Regions from separate parts of the Rattus norvegicus genome. Here region 1 is linked to region 2. The links are chromatin contacts, called in public Hi-C maps. All regions are on one chromosome and are shown on one strand. The core of a region is the stretch at or near the end of the contact, and the rest is flanking DNA. Distances in the headings are between cores, read along the strand shown.

The links. A called contact is a pair of places that touch in the nucleus more often than the background predicts.
Region 1: a Hi-C map of liver shows a contact between it and region 2, with 2.2 times the contacts expected there. The contact joins the promoter of Insr here to the enhancer-like site in region 2. A contact is called at or near these places in 3 of 12 Hi-C or Micro-C datasets (frontal cortex, liver and psoas muscle).

What each region holds. Positions count from the first base shown.
Region 1 is chr12:6,126,844-6,132,052 of GRCr8, forward strand. Insr (insulin receptor) reads right to left here and starts at 1,960. Exons shown (of 22, transcript NM_017071.2): 1 at 1,513-1,960. The coding sequence starts at 1,612.
Region 2 is chr12:6,022,240-6,027,365 of GRCr8, forward strand. Insr (insulin receptor) reads right to left here. Exons shown (of 22, transcript NM_017071.2): 10 at 799-1,000. Among named protein-coding and RNA genes, the nearest start is that of Insr, 100 kb to the right of the region's middle. Within about 2 kb of position 3,497, at least 25 of the 93 cell types and tissues checked have an H3K27ac peak or open chromatin away from gene starts, as enhancers often do.

The DNA of each region.
Region 1 (5,209 bases), core at 710-3,209, 100 kb after region 2:
CCTGTCTCAAAACACAAGGTCGAGAGTGACAGAGACAAACACCCAAAGTCAACCTAGGGCGTCTGCAAACACACACACACACACACACACACACACACACACACACACACACACCCCAAATCAATGGCCATCCTTCATTGAGCACCTTCTGTATATCAGATGCTGGGGACCTCATTACCAGGTTAACAGATCCACTCCATAAGCTCAACCCAATCTGTTCCAGAATCCTGCAGTCTCCCCCCTAATACGCACACCTCCCTCATTCACAAAGGAGCTGCAATTCCTTCTCTCCTGGACCCCTTCCTCCTGGTAATTAATTTCCATTTTCAGAGAAAGCTGAACCAGTAACTCAAAAGGCATTTGTCACTGCATTTTTTTTGTTTTTTTTTTTTTTTTTTTTGTTTTTTTTCAAACAGTGCCTAACCTAGCCCAGGCTGGCCTCAAACTCAATCAATAGCTGGGCTTGCCACAAGCAACTGGCTATCCTCCTGCCTTGGCCATAACCAAGCACAGAAGTATAAGACCAGCCTCTGAACGAGTGAGTTTAGCACGCTAACTGAACCTCAGTTTAGCCCTCTGTGAAATGGGTGTGCAACACTTTTGGCCTCAGGGGAACACTGGGAGGTTCTAGGGCAAACCAGCCTGGAGACTCATAATCATTCTAATTATAACCATCCTGAAAGCTACCCCTACTGTTACTATGATTGCTGTGGGGCCAAAGGTATGTAGACTTTGCCTCTAGACATCTGAAAGTAGAAACTTATAAACACGGCAGCCATGAACTTATTATACACAAAGGGTCGCTTCTCCATCGATGAGGATACCCCGGACTTTGCGTTTAAACTGCTCAGGTGTCTGAATCTGTTGCACCCCAGTAACCATACTTACTTAAGGCAACCCCAAAGAGCCTCGGAGGGCAGATTTGGGTTTAGAGAAAAGAACAGACACGACTGAGAGGTGCACTGGGGACAGACAGCGGAAGGCTGGGCGGGCACTGGGGCAAGGTTCCTCAGACCCGAGATGGGCATACGCGGGGTACAGAGCCACAAACCCAGCGGGCAAAGGCCAAGGTCAGCCGGCTTCACGCAGGACCAGGGCCACCAAGCCCACTTTTCCCCCTTCCCCAGGGGAAAGGTAATCACTCACTAGGGAGGGGACTCTTCATAGACACAAGGACACTAGGGGAGTCCTCAACCTAAGTCCTTGGAGAGGGAGGTCTAGGTTGGCCGAGGAAGAGAAATGTCCATAACTCTCAGTCCTTAGGACTATCTTGCTGGGGTGGTGAAATGGGTGCCCTGAGTCCTTTATGGGGGAGTTGGTGCTCTTAAGTTGTATGGAGCGATGGGAAGGGTGTCCATTACTCAGCCCAAAGGGAGAGTTCTCTATGTGGGCTGTGGCAGTGGAGAGGGGGTGTCCTCGACCCTCACTCCTTAGGGTGAGGGCTCTAGGTTAGCTGGGGCGGTGGGAGGAGTGTCCCTGACACACTGTGATCGCCCCGTGTGCCAGACTTACCCTCTCCAGGGTACAGGTGGCCGGCTGTGCCCACCAGCAACGCGGCCACGGCCATCAGCAACGGCACCGCCGTCGTCTCACATCCTCTCCCGGAGCCCATAGCAGTAGGAGCGCTGGGACCCCGGCGATCAGAGCACGCCACGCCGGCCCACTGGGGACATACTCCGCGAGAAGGTCGCTGGAGAGGCAGGCGCTAGGGGCCGCACGTCCTTCTCTTCCACGCCGGTGGCTTACGGGCCGCAGATCTCCAGCCTAGAGGGCCCTGGGGACAGTCCTGGGAAGAGCACACAGGCCTCGGCTGCAAGCAACACTGTGGCGCGGCCCGCAGACTACAACCCCGGGTCACCCAGGCCCGGTCCTGTGTCCGCAATCGCAGAGTCCAGAGCTCACCAAGGTGCGTCCCCTGGCCGGGTCTCCCGTTTCTCCTCTCCGCGCAGCTCTGGGTGGGTCGCGTTGTGTGGAGTCTGAGACAGAGGGACGCGCGCACGGGAGGGCACCTGGGCTGGTGGCGGCGGCGGGAGCTAGGGCTCGACTCCGGCCAGTAAACAACGCGGCCCGTCAGCTGGGCCCGCGCGGGCCAAGGGAAAAGGTGGCGCGGATTAAGGCAGGGAAGGGACTGCGCGCACAAGTGAGGCCCGCTGGGGGGGGGGGGGGTGGGGTAGGGAGAGACAAGCCAGCGGAGCTCTGGGAGGCGTGGCCAGAGCTGGCAATGCCACGCCTTCTCGCCCCTTTGCCCGCTCGCCCAGTCGCCTCTTCGACTCCTCCTGTGGAGCCCCCAACTTCAGAGGCCCGGCGTGCACCCCAGACTCTTCCAATCCACACACCCCGAACTGCCGATTTAGAAAGGTTACGATTTAAAAGCTTGTAAGTGCTGGGTTCGGTCCCCAGCTCCGAAAAAAAGAACCAAAAAAAAAAAAAAAAAAAGCTTGTAAGTGTTCTCAGATACCAGTCTGACATAAACACCCAAACAACTCTGAGACTCCCCTGTCAGACGTCGGGAGCTGCCCCCAAAGAGTTCCAAGGTTCCTATTTAAAAGCCTAGGGAGGGCTGGAGAGATGGCTCAGCCGTTAAAGGCTAGGCTCACAACCAAATATATTAAAGCCTAGGGAGCCCCAGATCCCCTCCTAACGCGAAAACCACTAACAGGCCTGAGGTTCCAATGTAAAAGCCTAGGGACGCCCCCAGGTCACCTCCAGACTGCAGCAAACACAAATAACACCGAGGTTCCAATTTAAAGGTCTGGAGCTCACTCTAGATCTCCTCCTGGTTCGGACACCCCAAATGGTCCCGAAATAACAATTTAAAAGCCTGGAAATGCCCCCCTCAGATTCCTCAGGGCATGAACATCCCAAACAGCTCTATAGCCTCGAGTCTCTGATCACAACGTGGGAGCGCCAATATGCCCCCAGATGCCAGATTCGACCAAGCAGACCTTGACTTTCTTTACTCTTTTTACTACTTTTTGACTCCCGTGGGGAATTCAGTTTAATTCTTTACTCTTGATTCTGTTTCGCTTTACAACCTCTGCTCCTAATGCCTTACTGGATTCTCCCAACCCTTGCTCTGTCTAGGAGCTAGTGGGAGCCCAACAAGTTCCCTCCCCAGTGAGCTCCCGCCCAGCAGCGTGGCTGCACCAGCCTCCAGGCCAGAGCCACGTGTCCACAACGCAGGCAGCCTGTGCTCCCTGGCCTGAGCCCCTCCACCCAGCGCTGAATTCCAGCAGAAATCAATAAAGAAATGACTCCGAGAAGAACATAACAAGGCGTCTAGAACAACGGTAGAAACTTCATATAGGATCAGGGCAGACATATTCCATTTTCAACACACATACCAGTAGGTGGCTGTGTGTCTAAGAAAACAGCCCCGCTCAACCACCTTGAAGAGGAGCTAACCCTGTCTGGGCCTTACGAATATGTGCAGTCCAGAGTCCTCTACCCTTTACTCCCCACGCCCATTCAGACCCGAATGGCAGCTGCTGGTCTGTGCAATGGGTTTGACAATGCCTGTAAATAAATAAATAAATAAATAAATAAATAAATAAATAAATAAATAAATAAATAAATAGTGGCAAGCAATAGAAGAAGACACTCAAGGTCAACCTTTGGCATAATACACCACACACGCATGCACACACACACACACACACACACACACACACACACATACACACACACCAATAATAATGAAAACTAACACCAATACAATTGCAGACAGGCACCGAATGCTTGAAGCAGCACATCGGGGGTGCAGACGATGGTATCCAGAGACAGCCAGTCTTAAGGCTTGACTTTAGCCAACCCCGTGAGGTTGGAATGCCACAGAGCCATTTGATCTTTGACTGTCTTAGACCTTGAATAATCAATTATCTAGATTACTTCTGCCCATGACCCAAGTAATAGATAGACTTTAAAGAGTAAGCCACACCTCTGGCTTCCACTCACCCTAAAACCACCCCCCAGCCAAAGAGAATTTGCTTTGTTACTGGGGCCTGATGATCTAACATTCCCACCGGTGTGGTTGGCACACACAGTAACTGACTGCTTCTCTCTGTGCTTGCATGAAAACGGATGCAAGGGCTGTAGCTAAAGAGATAAGGCTTGTACATGGACCTGAGTTTGGAACCCCAGAACCTATACAAACATGGATGGAGTAGCGTCTCCATCTATTATCCTAATAATGTCTCTACAAGGAGATGGGAGATGGGAACTGGAAAATCACCCAGTGAGGTGAAGGACAGAAAGCGTGGCATCATCCGTGATAAACAACAGACTGTCTCAATAAGCTGGTAGGTGACAATCAACAGCAGAGTTTGTCCTCTGACTGCCGCATATACACAACGGCACATATGGTCGCTCTCCTGCCGTTCATAATGAACTATTTCCTTATTCATTCCCGGACTTATTACGTGGGCCAGAGCTGACCGTGTAGTGTCCAAGAAACACTGTATTCCATTCTAGCAACCCTAGTCCAGAGGATGGGGTGAGCCCTGCTCATATCAGTACTGAGGCATTAGAGGCAGAAGGATCAGGGGGTCAGGACTATCCTTAACTATACAGCAAGTTGGAGGCCAGACTCAGAAAACAAACAAGAAAAGTGCTCAATTTCGTGTCATTCCAACTACTCAGGAAGCTGTGGTGGGACTGCCTAGGCTTCAGAGCAAGTGAAAACCCATCATGGGTAACTTAATAAAGCCCTGTTTCAAACTAAAAGGGCTGAGAGTGTAGCTCAGTGAGAGGACACTCATCTGACCCTTGGATTAATCCTCAGTCTCAAAACCAGCATGTTAAGATGGGCAGAGAGCGGGGGTTGGGGATTTAGCTCAGCGGTAGAGCGCTTGCCTAGCAAGCGCAAAGCCCTGGGTTCGGTCCCCAGCTCCGGAAAAAAAAGAAAGGAAAAAAAAAAAAAAAAAGGATGGGCAGAGAGCTAACATCATGTAATTTCCTCTTCAGTGACTGATTCAGGCAAGAGCTATTGACTAACAGAACAATGGTATCATCCTCACACCTCTGTCTGCAACATACCGGGCTTCGTGTGGAGAGCTGCGTCATTAAGAAATTTTTGTCCTTGTGCAAATGTCACAGAGTGTATTTGCACAAGCACAGATAGTACAGCCTGGGCTGTATGGTACAGTAGGTCATTCCTAGGCTACAAAACTCTGCAACACTGTACACCAAACACTGGCTACACATGTAACAC
Region 2 (5,126 bases), core at 2,247-4,746:
AGACAATTTCCAGAGTCCCTGATGCCCTGAGCTCCAGCTTCTGTAAGACACACACATGGGATGGGAAGTAGATTCAGGCACGACTGCTGGCTTTCAGGTCAGACCAGACACAGGAAAAAGAAGAAACTTGTCACCCACAGGCATGTTTATATTTGTGTGCACACATATGTACACGAACATGTGATTTACTGGTGTGTGTGTGTGTGTGTGTACATACATATCCATAGGGCTATTTCTGTGTGTGTATACATATGTGTATGTGCATATGTGACCCACAGACATATCTATGTGGGTTTGCAACCATGTACAGATACACATGTGACCCACAGGCATTATTTGTGTGTGTATATACATATGTATACATACACTTGTACATGTGTGTGTGCCCAAATACACCTGTGGGTCACATGTGTACTTGCATGTGAACATATGTGTGTAAGTGCACATGCATGTAAAGCTATGGTTCCTCAGATGTCATCCACCTTCATTCAGAAAGGGTCTCTTAGGGGCCCAGATGTTACTAGTTAGACCAGTCTGGCTAGCAGAAAGGCCCAGGAATCCTATGTCTGCCTCCCCAGTGATGGGAATAGAAGCACACACATGGATTTTTACTTGGGTTCTGGGTAACAAACTCCAGTCCTTGTGCTTTTAGGGAAAATACATTCCTGAGCCCTCTCCCCAACAACAAACAAGACTGTCTTCCCCTCCAGCCACAAACACACATTTACCTCCTTCCCATCAGAGTCATGGCACCAAGCTAACAGACAGAAAGACAGCTGGCCCATGCAAGGTTCTGACCTGGGAACAAAAACCACGTTGTGCAGGTAATCCTCGAAGGTCTTCCTGAATGAAGACTCCTCCAGCTCCTTCAGGATCTGAGAGTCAGTCTTAGGACATGAGCAGCACTCGCTGGCCGAGTCGTCATACTCACTCTGATTGTGCTTTTGAGAATCGTCAGACTCAAAAGGTGGGGACCAGGTGCGTGAGGGGAGCTTCAGCCCTAGAGAGAGGCAGAATGGGGGTTCAAGTCTCCTGAGAAAACACACACACACACACACACACACACACACACAACACAAAGCACACTCCACAATAAACATACACAGAGAGCACCATAGTGCATGCTCAGTAAGGTGAAACAGATGAACAGATCTTAGTTCGTGTGTGCGTGTGTGTGTGTGTGTGTGTGTGTGTGTGTTATTTAGTCCAGAGGGAATGCTTGAGTGTCATTCCTTAGACCACGACCATGCCCCCTCACTGGGGGCTCTAAGCCAGCACACTATCACAATTCATGGTTCCCACCTCATGTGTTTGAGACAAGCTTCACTTTGTTATCCAGTTGGCCCACAGGCATTATTTGTGTGTGTATATACATATGTATACATACACTTGTACATGTGTGTGTGCCCAAATACACCTGTGGGTCACATGTGTACTTGCATGTGAACATATGCACCTTAGATTGGGCTAGACGCTCTCCCTTCATTCCTCATCTTCCCAAAGAGTCGAATTACAGTTTTATATTACCAGGAGCTCCAAAGTTGCTGTGTGTGTCTGTGTGCATTCTGTGTGTATGTGTTAACTGTGTGCTCTCACCCATGTCAGAAAATACATGATGCCAAGTGTCTTTTGTAGTCATTTCTTCTTCCTAGTAGTAGTAGTAGTAGTAGCAGTACATTAATTTTATGAGGGAGGGGAGGGAGCAAGCCAGGGTGCACATGTGGATGTCATAGGATGACTTTCTGGAATCTATTTCCTTCTTCTAACACGTGGTTTTCACTGATTAATCTGTAAGCAAATACGTTTACCCACGGATATGCCTTGCCAGTCCCCCATCTTAGTCACTGAGAGAGAGTCTCTCACTAGACATGGACTCACGGTGCTAGGCTAGCTGACCAGCGATCTGCCTGTCTCTGCCTCCCCAGTGTGATGGTTACAGACGCATGTCATCAAAGCCAGCTTTTTTCTTCATGGGTGTTGGGGATCCAAACTTAGGTCATGCCATTTGTACAGCAAACGTTTTACCCAGCATCATTTTCTCAGCTCCAAAATCACCACAATTAAAAATAAAACCAAATTGTGATAGTCATAGGAAGGTACTACTGGTCATTTATTATATGTATTATCAAAATTATGGTTAAATAAACATCACATAAAATGGCACCATTGAAACCATGTGTGGGTATGGAGTTCGTGGCACCGTCTATTTACAGGGTGGCACCATTGTCTCTACCCATTTCCAGAACTTTCTCGTCTAAACCGAAGTTCTGTCCTCATTCAACACTGGTGTTCTACTTCCTCCAAAAATGGGCTCCATACTCAACTATTTTTAAGCCTCCTTAGTGTAAGCTCTGCCGGCTGGTTAAATGGCGCAGTGGGTGACTTGACTGCCATGCAAGCATGAGGACCTGAGTTTAATCCCTAGTGCCCACATCAAAACCAAACATAATAACACACATCTTACTCTTCAGTGCTGTGAAAGTAGTGACAAGGGGATCCCTGGAACTCGCTGGCCAGCCCCTTCGGCCAAATGGGTGAGCATGAGGGTCAATGAAAAACCCTGCCTCAAAAAGCAAGGAACCACAGAGCAAGACACCTGACATCAACCTCAAAGAAAGCCCTATGGATGCTTCCAGAAGAGTGCGGAACTGTGTGGAACAGTTACGAAGGTGTGCGTGCATACTGGGAGAGGGCTCAGTCAGACTCCAAACACACAAGTAGAAATGCATATGCCTCTATACACACACATGTGCAAATAAATTCTGTGATGTTCACATATCACTTGTGGTATTCATGGATATAAGGTGATTTTGGTTTTGTTTTAAGACAAGGTCTCAGATACCTTAGAAAGGACTCAAACTTGCTACGTAGGTAGGGATGACATTAAATGCCCAACCTTCCTGCTTCCACCTTCCAAATGCTGCAGTGACAGGGCTGACCCCTACACTGGGTCTATATGGTGCAGGGAATGGAGTCCAGGACTTCCTGAATGCTGGGAAACTTTCTACTGAGTAAGCTATACCCTCAGCCTTCGTAAGAACGATTTCCATTTACGGAATGTAGTTTGCTGCAGTCACCCTGGCATAGTGGAGATCACCTGCCATCCTAACTAACACCCCATCGGCAGGGACAGGTTGATCAGGGTCATCCTTGGGGTGCATTGTGAGTTTAAGGCCACCCTGGGCCACGTGAAACCTTGTTTAAGACCAAACAACAGCACAATCAAACCTTTTTAAGTTACTGTTTTGTGTTTTAAACAAAACAAACAAAAAGTGCAGCTGTGGCTGGCTGGTGGTTTCCTGTACTCAGATGCAGAGCCAACGAGTCAGAGCTGAGCCCAGGACTGGACTTGCTCTCAAGTTATATAAAGTATGCAGGAGATAAACCAAGTTGGTGATCCTGGCCAGGCAGGGATGATGTCACAGGCATGCATATAGCACATGATCTTAGCGTTGGGACCGTTCCCAGGAATCATCCGTCCTCCGCCCCTTTCCACAAAAGGAGACAGACTACTTGCTGCGTGACTTAGCCAAAACCAGACACCAGGCCAGGGGTGGATCCAGGCACAGACCTCAGCCACACCTCTCCAGCAGCCCCCTTGGCCTGCTTCTACAAGGTCACAGGACAGTGCTAACTGAAAATGAATCAGAGACAAAATCCATCAACTAAAAGAACAGCAAATCTTCACCTTATCTCTGGTTTAATAAATTTAGTGTTTTGTGTGTGTGTGTGTGTGTGTGTGTGTGTGTGTGTGTGCGCGTGCGTGCGTGCGTGCGTGCGTGCCTGCCTGCCTGCCTGCCTGCCTGCCAGGGTGGGTAGAGGTCAGATAATAGTTTTTGGAAGTAAGCTCTCTCTTTGCACTGTATAGGGATCCGACTCAAATCATCAGGGTTAGCAGCAAGCACCTCTATCCACTGAGCCATATTGATACCCCTATTTTCTTTTTTCTTTTTTTTTTTTTTTTGGTTCTTTTTTTTCGGAGCTGGGGACTGAACCCAGGGCCTTGCGCTTCCTAGGTAAGCGCTCTACCACTGAGCTAAATCCCCAGCCCCCCCTATTTTCTTTTTGATAACCCACTTTTAAGTTACTTTGAAATATATAATATACAATATAGTGACCATGCAAGGCAACTCCAGGACAAACATGCGCGCACGCGCAGACACAAACACATTCACATACACACTCAAACTCACACACACACTCACACACACTCATACTCACACACTCTCACACATACTCATACTCACACACTCATACACACACACACCCATACACAAACTCACACACACACACACTCACACACAGACTTACATACACACTCACACATACACACACACACACACACACACACACACACACCAGCCTCTACAACCAATAATGAAAAGCTTTTGAATGTTTCCATCACAAAGATGTGATGAAGCACTCACTACTCAGACTTACATATTTATGTTTGTGCTCTGTGAGGCTCATAGCTGAATGAAGCATTGAGCATGTTTTACTTGTTTGACTTGCAGTCCTGGGGACTAAACCCAGGGCTTTGGATGTATCAGGTTTTCAGCAACTCCCACCACCTCCCAGAGCATGAATCCATGTACAGTGTCTAAGATGTGTGTGCACTAGGGAGAAAGTGAGGATGGATCCATGGGCAATGCCTAAAAACGTCTGTTTACACTGGAGAAATTGCAAATATAGATCCTTGATCCTTGGACAATATCTAAAGATATGTGTTTGCTATGGCGAATGAAGATGGTAAGTGTTGTGAGTCCATGTATAATGTCTAATGGTGTGTGTGTGCGCACATGCATACAAGTGTGAAGACCCATGCACGTGCCCACACTGAGGAGATGGCTCAAACACTAAATGCAGGCAAGTGTGAGGACCTGAATTTGGCATCCCCAGAACCCACATAAAAAGCTGGTTATGGTTTTGGTATACTTATAATCCCAGCAATAGGGAGGTGGAGACAGGAGGATTCTTGAGGGTCACTCACTAGCTAGACTGGCCTGCTTAGTCTGCCCAGGCTAGTAAGATCAAATCAAATAAAAATAGAAATAGAAACCCACAAGGTGAGGACTGAGCTGTCGCTCGGTGGTAGAGCATCTCCTCATGTGCCTGGGGCACTGGCT